2 separate regions of the Mus musculus genome follow, and region 2 is linked to region 1. Evidence: chromatin contacts called from public Micro-C data. All regions are on one chromosome and are shown on one strand. Each heading gives the region's core, a stretch centred on a gene start, on an enhancer-like site or on the middle of the called end of the contact. The rest is flanking DNA. Distances are from core to core; before and after follow the strand shown.

Region 1 (5,908 bases), core at 1,397-3,896:
GGCAGCCTGTTCCTACCAGAACCTCCTGAAGTAAGAGATACTTGGAGATGTTGTAAACAAAAAGAACATTAACCTCGAGACATGAAAGTGGAAAAGGCCCATTTAGTCCATCGCTCTTGTGCCCTTGTCAAAGGGACCCTTTGTCTTATGTCCACACTAGTGTGCAAGAAGAGACAACTAGCTCTGCCCGTGGGTACTCAAGGCAACACAGCCCATTGTTAGTTACTGCTTTTGATTTCTCAGCATCCTCCCTAGGGATGCACGAGCCATATCTATGGTGAAGAATTTGGTCATTGATCATGGGAAGCCTATATCTGGAGCTTCTTCTTGCTTATGAGAACCCCATGCTATGTAACACAGCTTTCTGCTTAGTTCAACTTGTTGAACTTCTGAAGAAAAGGCTTTCCCACTGGACTGTCAGTATTCTCTGTGTCCCTGAAGAGCATTTGGTGTCTCTTGCTTCCCACCTTGTGTATTTACCCTTTTATGGTTGTCATTGGTCATCTAATTGTTCTTGCTTGCCTCAAAATGTCCAACACCCCCCTCTCAAGTGCAAACTATGTTACCTAAAATACCTGATTCCCATATAGCTCCTAACTCCATCAACAGACCAAATCTGAGAGTCTGGATTTCTTTAAGTGGAGCTAGAGCCTTCTACCCTGCTTGCTGATCACCTTGCCAAAGCAAGACTCTTACAAAGTCTTCAAACTATAGTGCTAGGCTTCTTTGAAAAGGAACACGGAGCACCCCTGCCTAGCTCCTGTAATATTTTCATCCTCTAAACAGACAAGCTAAATGAGATACAACTGGTTCAAGCTTTGTAAGCAGTAAGCACGACAGTCAGTCTTGTGTTTCTCCCACTTTCTGAGGACTTAGCACTATCCCACCCTCATCTCTTCCTAAAGTTGTTCACTTTACAGTCCATTTAGATTTTGTTTTTTTGAGTACACTTTCAAATTCTCCTCATACTCCCCTTGGCCTTTGCATGGAAAGGTGAGTATATATTTGGAGAGTCATGCTTCAGGACTCCATTGCAGTCATATTTATTTCTCTGGGATCCCAGATGTACAAGATGACCTGAGTAAAGGAAATCCTATCCCAGACGTTCACAGTGCTGAGACTGAAAACCTCTGGTCTTGACAGCAGTGCTAATTCCAGGTCATTCTCTAGTTTAAAAACCAAATGACCACATATATTTCATTTTGCTGATGGGGAATGATTTTTACAGTCCTATTCTGCCTGTGAATATTATGGGGTGCAACAAGGAAATGAAGACAGAATAGGTATCTCATGTTGTTTCTGGCTAAGAATTGGTCTTCTTGGTTGTAGAAATATAAGTTAGCCTAGTGACTATGGGAGTTAGTATAAATCTTAAAAATGAAAACAAGAACTACCAAATGGGTTGGTTACACTGCTCCTGGGTATGACCTAGAGGGAACAAACCATCCCATGAAGTAGACTCTTGTACACCCATCTTTCTCAGGGCACAATTCCCAATAGCCAAGTTATAGAATTAGCCTAGTACTGGTTAAAGGAAATGTGGAATATATGTATTATATATATATATATATATATATATATATATATATATATATACTATATATATATGTATATATATGCAATGAATCTCTATTCAGCATAAAGAATGAAATTGTATCATCTGTAGAAAGAGGGGTGAGTGTAAAGATCATTGTATAAAATGGAATCCATTAGACTCAGAAAGTCAAATGCTACATGTCTTCTTTTCCCCTCATATGAAGAACATAGACGTGAAAAGGAAGACATGAAAGAAAAGAGGGGGCACTATTTTAATAACTCTTGTACTACAGCTGCAAATGTGACAGAAATAACTTCTCAGGAGGGTGATTTGTTGACCCGTGGTATCTCAAGTGTTGCCCCATGATAACAGGGGAGGCATGGAGGGACTCAGTCTACAGTGGTAGAAGAACTTGGTAGGGGTCATTCACATAGAGATGACTTGGAAGCAGAGGAAGTGGGACCTGAACCAGAAATGTGTATAACCTTCAAAGCCCTACTGCTGGGGTCTACTTCTGCCAGCTAGACCCCACTTCTTATGGGCTCCACAGCCTCCTAATCCATAACAGGGATGATTTGAATAGAGGAAGATGGCCTATGGTTTGGAGGAGAGGGAGATAAGAGGCTTAGTGGGGTTGTAAATATGATTTGAATACACTGTAATATATATGGTCACCTTATAATAAAATCCACACAGTGTATGAACAGTATGTACTAATTTAAAGGTCTTGAACAATTTGGCCTTGTCACATCCTGAAGGGTGACTCTGAGGAATAAGGCAGTGTCGCTAAGACAATACACGAGCACGTTGTGAGCATGGTGGCCTGCGTCTTGGCTCTGGCTTCCACAGAGGTTTGCTGAGTAAGTATTTTTAGGAGTGTTGCTTCCCTCTTCGGGTGGAACGAAAGCACCTTCAGGTCTTTGCTGGCTTAAACAGAATTTATTCTAGAGCAGGCCCACTCATGAATGTGTTTGCAGAATTACTAAATCGGAAGAAAGTAGGCAGGAGAAACCATCCCAGCTCTGTCCTTTCAGGGCCTGCTGCGGGTGTGCCTACCCCTGACATGTGCTTGCCGTGTGACCCACTTCCTTCCCTCTGCATGAGCTGCAAAGCTAGTTGTTGGGAAATGAGGAGGTCTGGCAGGCAGCAAGGCCAGCCAGGGGTGAGGCTCTGGGTGTGTGAAGATGGGGCTGGCAAAGGCAGTTCTCTGGCATTTGTTCTCAGAATGAAAGCTGGAGATGAGCAGCGACTCAGTACTCAGAGGCTCCACATCTGCGCACCCAACCAACCGTGGATGGAAAACAACAACAACAACAAAAATTGTCTGTTGCCATCGTTCATTAAGCAATGAAGAGGTGATCTGAAGCAAATAAGTAGACATGGTAGGTAATAGGAGGACACATCATGAGCCTACATGCTTATGCACCTAATGTGTGCTTTGCCTCTGGGGCCAGATGAGGGCGCTAGATTCCCTGGTACTGGCATTATAGCCGGTTATTAGCTGCCTCATGGGTGTTGGAAATCCAACCAGAGTCCTCTGGAAGAGCAGCCAATGCTCTTAATCACTGAGCCATCTCTCCAGTCCCCCACCCCCAACTACTGAAGTTCCAATCAGCCAATCAGCCTTTGTAGAATGCTCAGTATAGGTGTGGCTTCTTGGAACTTTGGTTTGTAGGGAAAAGAGTGCACCCTTTCCTCTTGTTTTGTCTTTATGCCATTTATACTGTTTTGGGTGAGATAAGGTCTCCCTATGTAGCTCAGGTTGGTCTACAGCTTGCACCCTGGCTCTCAGTTACCAGATTATATGTGTCTATCACTGTGCCCAGCTGTGCTGTGTTTGTCAGTAGTGGATAGGCTGTGCTGGGAGCCATATAGGTAGCCTTAATAAGACTTTGGAATGCAACAGCTAAAGAACAGCTATAGGGGCCGAGGTGGAAGTAGGTTGCACAATCAGATTCCACATAGCATGCCATTTTGAACGACTACCTAGCTAAGCTAATCATTTATTATTTAAGAAACAATTCATGACCTGGAAAAAAAAGAAAAAGGAAGAAAGAAAGAAAGAAAGAAAGGAAGGAAGGAAGGAAGGAAGGAAGGAAGGAAGGAAGGAAGATCAGTCCTATCTTACCTAGGCTAAAGTTAAGCCCAGAGTCTCATTATCTCTCTGTGTTAATTCTTCATGGGTTGAACTTCGTTGAAGTATGCTGAAGAAAGACCCGGCAATGTGATCTCAGAAGCCATTGGCTTTGCTGTAGGCTGTAGCAAGCAAATCCATGCAGATAATTCTATCAGCCTGCAAATTTGCCTTTCCCTAGACTTGGTGAGTGCCCACTGGGCCAGGATTGCTTTAACAATGCATAGCACAAAGGCCTCTTGGAGCAGAATGGCTTAGGTTGATTTTACAGACTCAAAGCCAACCCCTCACAGATCGTAGGACCTCACCCCATGGCCTAAATCGGTCATGTGTGTCTCAGCTGAAGAATATTTAAAGGTAACAGGCACGGCCGAATAATGCCAACACTCCGATTTGATAACAATGCTATCAACATTCTCAAGTGCCCACAGTTTCCAGAACCACAGAAGTGTACGGCTGCAGATGCCCAGTGGGCGGTACCCGGCCTAGCCCTTCCATGGTTAAAAGGTCTGATTTGCTCGCAGTCATGCAGTGTCACTGATGACCTGGGGTTAGGAGTTCCGACGACTGGTTACCCAGTGCCCTCTTGGCTCACCACCCCTTAATTCATTCTAAATTATTGCAGGTCCCCTGGCTGTGGGGCCTTTTAATTGGACCTAGTTACCCTCTAGAGAATAAGATTACACTTTTATTTTCCCCTTATTTACTTCCCACTCCTCCCTCATCTACAAAGCCTGGACGCCGACGACGCCTTCAGTCCCAGCCACTGTGAAACTCTGGCTGAAACCGGTCAGAAAGGCTTCCTGCCAAGTGACTTTTGGCCAGGCGGCGGTGTGATGAACTGAGTGCAGAGGAGAGCCTCTCTGGTTTTCTCATGGATGTTCCACGTCAGCCTCGAGCTAATTTGATCCAGCTCAACAATGTGCCCCAGTTATCCCACAAATGCTTAGAAGGACCGAATTGGCAGGTCTGGAAAAAGGCAATAGAGAACTCAGCCCAAGGCTCTCTTAACTGCTCCAAAGGACTCTAGACGCTTCCTTGGGAGGGAGCTGTCTGTCTTCCATTCAGCTTCTAAGCGTGGGTGAGCTGAGAGTGTGAACAGAGGCTTCGCACGGTTGGTTTATTTAACCAGGACTCCTTGTCAGAGCTCTTGTGTGTGGAGACATTGAGGATGAAAACAATCATTGCCAGTTGCAACAGGGTTTCCGTTTGAAGGGTACAGAAAGAACGGTTTATTCAGGTCTAGGGGAGAGACAGCGACCACTCCGTGTGCTGGGTACACCTTGTTGGGGACAGGATAGGGCTGGAAGCTGGTTGTAGATGCTGTCCCCTGACTACTCTGCAGGATGGCCTGGCCCTTCAAAGAACTTGTACTTTGGGCTTCATTGAGATTCCAGCTTCAACAAATAACACGAGACTGCAGAGGCTGCTTACCTGGCAGAGGGAAGGGACACAATCAACACTGAGTGACTTTGGTGCCATGGCCACGGACAAGGGCAGATTCTTTAGTTTGAAGGGTTTCAAATGAAGTGGGTTTGGTGTTTCCTTCCTTAAGTCCCATAGGAGCCTGAGAATGTTCTGCCAAGTTTAAAGAGGGGAAGTGACTTTTAGGGCAACTTGGCTCCTAAGAATGGCCACCTTCATGCGGATACCCTTTAACTCCATCCATGTCTGCTATTCCAGGCATCGTCTTGCATTTTTTTTTCTTTTTTCTGAAGACCCAGAAGTCAGCAGCTGCACATAGAATCAAAATGGAACTTGAGTTACTCTATTTGGAAAATGGTTGAGCCCCCCTGCATGCCTGTCCTCCTAGGGACACAGTCTTTGTTAAGTATGTTTCCAACCTCTTCCTATTCGGCTTCTATTTGGTCCACTGTTTGCAACCTTAGCCCTGCCTGTTTTTCTTTTTGCTCGAAGTGGAAAATACTATTCATCTTGTCGCTCAGCTGCTGGGTGGATCCTGGAGCAGCTGTCCCTCGGGGACATGGGTGAGACTCAGTGCTGTGCCTGCAAATGCCAGGGATGGAGAGATAATGAATGTGCCTCGGAGAGAGAAACCATCCCGACATTACGATGCCAACCTTCACCCGTGTCAGACATCTTCAGTTGCCGCTGTCCTTCAAAGGACCCTGTGTCTCACGAGGGTGACAGTGGTTCCCAAACAATTTCAGGTCTGCCTTTTTAAATCCCAGGCTGGGGATTTACCCAAGACTCAGCTTCTAGTTATGTAAATCTTC
Region 2 (5,998 bases), core at 1,040-3,539, 460 kb before region 1:
AAGCCAAGCCACCTGAAAGGAAATTGCTAACTGCTGCATGCCACGTGCCTAACTAGGAAGGGAACTGAGATATCTATCCCTTGGATGGCAAGCATCCCTGTTAAAAGGCATCTTTCTTTCATTTACTTTTTTCTTTTTTTTAAAAGAAAACATTGCTACACAGAGACCTTGTCTCGGAAAAAACAAACAAACAAACAAGAAAACACCGAGGCAAAGGTGGAAATGGAGTGGTATCATGGTGTGCATTATGGTGTGCATGTCCATCCATTACAGGGACCCAATGATCCAGTCCAAAGTAGTTAAAAAATAAAAATAAAAAGGACAGGTGTCTTCTCTGTCAGCTTCGTAGCTGAGTGGCACTGGGATGTGCTCCTTCAGCATCTGCTACAGCAGTATTATTTATTTGTCTGGTGACCGTAATGTTCTAAAGATAAAAATCCTGAAGTCAGCAGGAGTGTTTCAAAAAAGTAACCTAAAGAGGCAGGCACTCAGATGTCCCCCAAGGCCTCTTGTGCAGTCCCAGCAAGCACGCTTCTGGGGCAGTGGGAACTGGGTGCTAGTCTGTGTGCCCGGAATAGCAGCATTCAGGAGGCTGTAGCAAGAAGACTCTGGGGAACTTGACACCAGTATGGGCTATAGAGCAAGAGCCTGTCTCAAAACAAAACAGTGACACCCCAAACAAACACCACCTCCCTCCAAGAAAACAGAGGGCCGCAGAGATGCCTCAATGGATAGGAGGTGGTACTCTTCGTATAGAGGAACTAAGTTCAATGATCAGAACCCATCCAGGCAGCTAAGTCTAGTTCCAGGGAGCCAACACCTTTACTCGCTGTAGGTACACACACACATGTACATACACATAACCATGAATAAAATAAATCCTGAAAAAACAAAAAACAAGCAACTTGGGCATAGTAGTCCATGCTTTTAACCCTATAACTCCCGAGGCAGAGGCAGGAGAAAGCTCTAGGCCTGTATAATAAGTTTGGTCTGTATAGCAAGTTCTATGATAGGCAGGGTGAAATAGGAAGAACCTGCCTCAATAAACAAACAAAGGGAAGCTGGCGGAGTGGAGGGATAGACAGATGCTCTCCCTCCTCTTAAGCCTAACGAGCTAACTTTAAAAAAATAACGACCCAAAATATATTTTCAAAAGACTACAGGGGAAATATCAAAATTAAGGAACTTTTTTACAATTGTAGATTTCTCCAACATCCTACCAAAAGAAGTGTCGTTCTCTTATTTGTAGGCATCCAGGCCCTCCAAGCTGCTAATCCTGCCTGTTTGGCATAGTCTGTAAAGGTGACGGCACTCAGAACGCAGGCCTCAGACTCCATTTAAATAGCTCTTTAATGTCCTAAACTTTACAAAGGCAACGCAAGATAAAAATGGCTCTCTATGACAATAGAGAGCAAAGGACAAATGCTTTCATGCTCTGTCAAGTACATAGTACTTGGGAGAGGTTGTTCTGGAATTTGACTCCTCGGTGTCACTGGAATGGGATAGCCAAGAAAGACCACGGCAAAATGTTAACTGTTCTGTTGGAGGACTTGAGATGCTAGGAAGACACGGTGGGCTAGGGAGACGGTTCAGTAATGTATGATGAACCCCCTCCAGCACCTACATAAAAGCTGGGTGTGACAACAATTTTCAAACATGAAAGCACATTGCCCTCACCTCCACAGTAAACAAACAAACAAACAAACAAAAAGACATCCTAAGTAACAGTATCAGAACAAAAAACTCAGTATTCGTTATAGTTTCAGGCCTAAGATCACTCTCTTCATACTCACAAGTCGCCAAATCTATTTTCCAGATGGGGAAACCGAGCCTCCACTTGCCTGAGGTCACAGAGGTGCCAGGCAGTGCTGGGACAGTGCTGTCTGTAACCCCGTTTGCTCAGAGGATTGTCATTTACAGATGTGTCTAGGCTCCTTGTTGGCCCAGGTCACATCCTCAATGCCTGGGCACTTTTCCTGATCCTGACAACTCCGTGTTCCCTGCAAATGCAGTGAGCAGAACCTATGACTCCCTGCTGGAAGGGGGACCCAGCCGGATTCCCTGAGACGCCTAATTCTGTGCTTGTTACAGAGTTTTGATGGCATTCTTTTTAAAGGGGGATTTCATGCTTCATTTTTCTTGCTTTGTCTCCAGAGACCGAAAGGACTAAGTGCAAACAATCCCTCTCTAAGAGAGCCCCACCTCACCCAGACATCCCTCTTCCCTCAGCCTACCCTCCCAGGCCCATCCTGTGGAGAGAACTGACACCCACAGCTGCAGTAATCTCTCCCAGTTGTTGTGAGCAGCAATGCTGGCTTGTGACAGAGGCCTGGCTGGGTAGCTTCCCCTTGCCACATCCTAGGAACATACCCAGGCTGTCCAGCACAGACAGGCACCTCACTAGGTCTGTTCAGTTAAGCCAGCATGTCGTGAAGCAGGGAGTATCTAAGGGGCTCATAGGGGACAGGAAGAGAAGCCCCTAAAGCCAGGTGAAACTGGTCCTTGCTCCTGCCCTTGGGTGGTGAGGAGGCTGTGAAAGTCCGACTGAGACACCTCCAATTGCCGGGCTAGGGAGGTACCTCCCCCTCCAAGTCTCTGTCCTCCACTCCCAGCTCCCACTGGGCTGATCCTTGGACCCCTGGAGTCTTAATAAAGATTCCAGTATTCTATTCACCTTTGCTTGGTGTTTAGTGTTTTGAGAATAGATGGGGTCGCTGACACACTAAGAGTCTCAGCGTCTCTCAGCAGGTGTTGGCGAGCAGTGAAGGGAGCTGAATGTTCCTCAGAATACCCAAGAAACAGAGACAAGAACGTCCTGGGATGTCTCACCCAATGGCCCCATTGCCAGGATGCACAGTAAGGGACTGGCGGGCCTGCAACAAGCTCTGGTGTCCCTTCAGAGCCCTGGGTGCCTGCCAAAGACCCTGCTAGCTTCCCATAGCCTATTTCCTGACTAACCCAAGGACACTGCCTTAAACTTGGGGTAATTTAAAGATCAATGCTGTGACCATAATGATGGCCATAACGTAGAAGGAACAAAGAGTGCCACAATATCCAATGTCAGATCCAAAGCTCTTAGTTACTGAGTCTTTCTTTCTTGGCTCTGAACTTGCCTCCTTTTTTTCTAACCAGTCCCTGGGTCCCACCTCAGACATTCCTGTTTTAGTCAAGACTGGTCAAATGCCTCACATTGTCACAATGAGGCCTCCATTATTTGTTGGATATATTTTAACTAAAATGATGTTAAAATTACTTATTACCCAATCTCCTTTAATCAAGGAACCACCTAAGATTATACAATAACTTGGAGCAAGTTTGCTTTTGGCAGCTCCTTCATCAACACAGTGACTATCCAGCTACACAGCTCAGTCTTGGGGAAGGCTTCACTGCCTTCTGGCTTGTCTTTTAACCTGCTCTGTGGGCTGATAGGTACCTGGTGTGGGACTGGTTTCCATTAAGACGGGGTATGACTGTTCAATAAGCATAGATTTCAATTACTAAACATAAGATAGCGAGAAAGTAAAAATGTACCACTAATAATTGTATGCTGATTGTAAGTATAGAATGTTATACATTCTATTTTGACTTAAATGAATTTAATCAGCACTTAGTTTACTTTTTCCTTGGGGAGGTGCAGATTGAATCCTAGGCCTCACAGACACTGAGCATCTGTGTGTCCCACCCTTAAGATGACACTACTAATCCACTTTTCACTTTAAAATGTGCAAGTAGACGTCGAGCGACACATGAGTCACGCCGTTCTGCTGAACATCAGCGGCCTGCACATTGCTCCACCTCACTTTGTTCCCAGTGGTGCAGTCTGTCTGTCACAGTGTTCTGCCCCAACAACAAAGCAAGACATTCAGCGCCTGCCGCTCTTCCCTCCCTGCACACTTGCCCTGTGCACTGTCCCCTACCTTCATCTCTGAAGGCCACTCACTGCCAGGGATGTCTCTATTCGGCTCTCTTCTCTGCCCTATCACCCCTCACCCAGGAGCTGGCCAGAAGGGGTGGTAAGCAATACCCGATCTTAAGAACAGGAATCTACCAGTGGCAGCGGTGGTGCTGTGTCTTCCTTTTGTTCAATGCCAGAATTTCACGATTTTGAAACTCGGCAGAGTGCAGGAGAAAAGACTCAGCATATATACTACTTTGGATTGCCAACACTTTCTTAAGGAACACGGGCACCTCGCCAACTTGGGTCGGAGGGGAGGGAGTGGGACGAGGGCAGAGGAAAGAAACCAACAGCTGTTTTAAGTTACGGACTCTGGTTCTAAACTGGTAGCATCCCACTGTGGCTCTGCGCCTCTGGGATTTGAAAATGGAGTTGGTGTCTATTTTAGTTCTGGGTTAACAAGCAGTCTCTCCCATCAGCTACTGTCACAATGTACCACCCGGGCTAGGCCCCTACTGGCCCATGCCTGGCCCCAAGGCTTCCTCTGGTAGTAGGTTATTATGTGGAAGCTGAGCAGAGAGGAGAAAAGGGGAATTAACTATGTTCTATAATCAACTCCTTTCGCTTTTTAAAAGTCAGCCCCATCTGGCCTCATAAGAGTTACTAGATAAAGCCACGAAGCTGGAGCTGGTCTGTTCTCTGGGCACACAAGCCATCAAGCCACCGCTTCTTAGGAGCCATCCATGGCAAGCTGCTGTGGGGTTGGTGGAATGAATACTGCCTAAAAGGACTAAGTCCATCTGGTGCTAAGCAACCTCTTCAGCCAACCCCTCCCCAAATGGTGTCATCATCAAGTAGGTGAGGAAACCTACTTGGTTAACAGGACAGGACAGCAAAGGTTCAACTTCAAAGCCATGTACACCATGGCCAAGATAGCTCTGCTCATGATGGACCCATGTCTAATGGGATTCCCACCCCCATTTTCTCTGCACGAGAAGGATTTCCAACTCAGTAAAGAGACACCCAGTCTTCCCTCCTCACCACACAGACTCAGGTTGCCTAGAAATCACTCACAAGAGCCAGGTTACTTTCCTATATGATGGGATTACCAGGAAAAGCAAAAGCAGGTTGGTCCAACAATAAAATCTGATCACAAAATAAAATATGAAGTGAGGTAAAACAGACACGGGGGCATTAAATTAATGGCTGCGTGGCTGGAGGAATCAAGGTCCTCTGTGCTGTTCTAATCCCTCGCCACACAGTGAGAGGCTTACGTCACTTACTGCTCACTGTTCACCATGGCTCCACACTCGAGGATGCTGTGCGGATGAGAGTATGAAGCTAGGTTCTTGGCCAGGCATGGTGGTGCATGCCTTTAATCCTAGGTACTCTAGGAGCAAAGGGGGCAGATTTCTGTGTATTCAGGGCCAGCCTAGTCGACATAGTGAGTTCCAGGACAGCTGAGGTATCTCATCTCAACAAAACAAATGATTTCTGAGTTTCTCAGAATCAGTGGTCGGTGACAAGAGGAAGAGCGATTTCGTAGTAGATAAAAGTTAAAAGAAATATTTTAGAATTGGAGAAGAGTGGGAGAGAATACAGGCATTAGTGACCTTATTCTATGTCAACGAGAACTGGGAAACCAGAGATACAGATGCAGCTGATGGGAGCTACATGGGAGTAGAGGCGGGCTTGGGGTAGGACAGTTAGAACATTCCTGGCATCTCTCTGGATTGGGCCCTTTTTCCCCTCACAGAGAGTGGAGGTGGAATCCCATGGGACACTGGCCAGCCCAGCCTGGAAAGTTTCATCCAGGTGCTTTATAGCATCCTCAGGGCTTGACACTTTAACCTCTACAAAAGTTCTTCCTCCCATTCCAGTGAAACCCTGTCATAAAACTAACAGAAGGGAATTCAGGCAAACAGACACCCATATCCTGTACTCCCAAGATGTCCTCTGTAGCTAGATGAACCTTCAGCTACATGCTTGAGCTGAGGGTCCCATGTGGCCCTCTGTCCTTTATAATGCTGAAAATAGACGGAACATATAAACTGCAGCAATTCTGTAGGGAAATTTTCTAACTCCATTTGTACACCAAGAATA

What was found. A called contact is a pair of places that touch in the nucleus more often than the background predicts.
Region 2: a contact with region 1 is called in a Micro-C map of muscle stem cells, with 2.5 times the contacts expected there. The contact joins two enhancer-like sites. A contact is called at or near these places in 1 of 15 datasets of contacts at CTCF or cohesin (large pre-B cells), 9 of 484 Hi-C or Micro-C datasets (LSK cells, beige adipocytes, bone marrow-derived dendritic cells and 6 more) and 26 of 115 datasets of contacts at active chromatin or transcription factors (the 230-238 cell line, acute myeloid leukemia, bone marrow-derived dendritic cells and 14 more).

The regions. Positions count from the first base shown.
Region 1 is chr13:37,458,994-37,464,901 of GRCm38.p6, reverse strand. No RefSeq gene overlaps it. Among named protein-coding and RNA genes, the nearest start is that of Gm40914, 25 kb to the left of the region's middle. Within about 2 kb of position 2,646, at least 53 of the 459 cell types and tissues checked have an H3K27ac peak or open chromatin away from gene starts, as enhancers often do. A contact at or near this core is called in muscle stem cells, where this site is marked.
Region 2 is chr13:37,917,257-37,923,254 of GRCm38.p6, reverse strand. All of the region lies in intron 7 of Rreb1 (ras responsive element binding protein 1), which reads right to left. Among named protein-coding and RNA genes, the nearest start is that of Rreb1, 31 kb to the right of the region's middle. Within about 2 kb of position 2,289, at least 15 of the 459 cell types and tissues checked have an H3K27ac peak or open chromatin away from gene starts, as enhancers often do. A contact at or near this core is called in muscle stem cells, where this site is marked.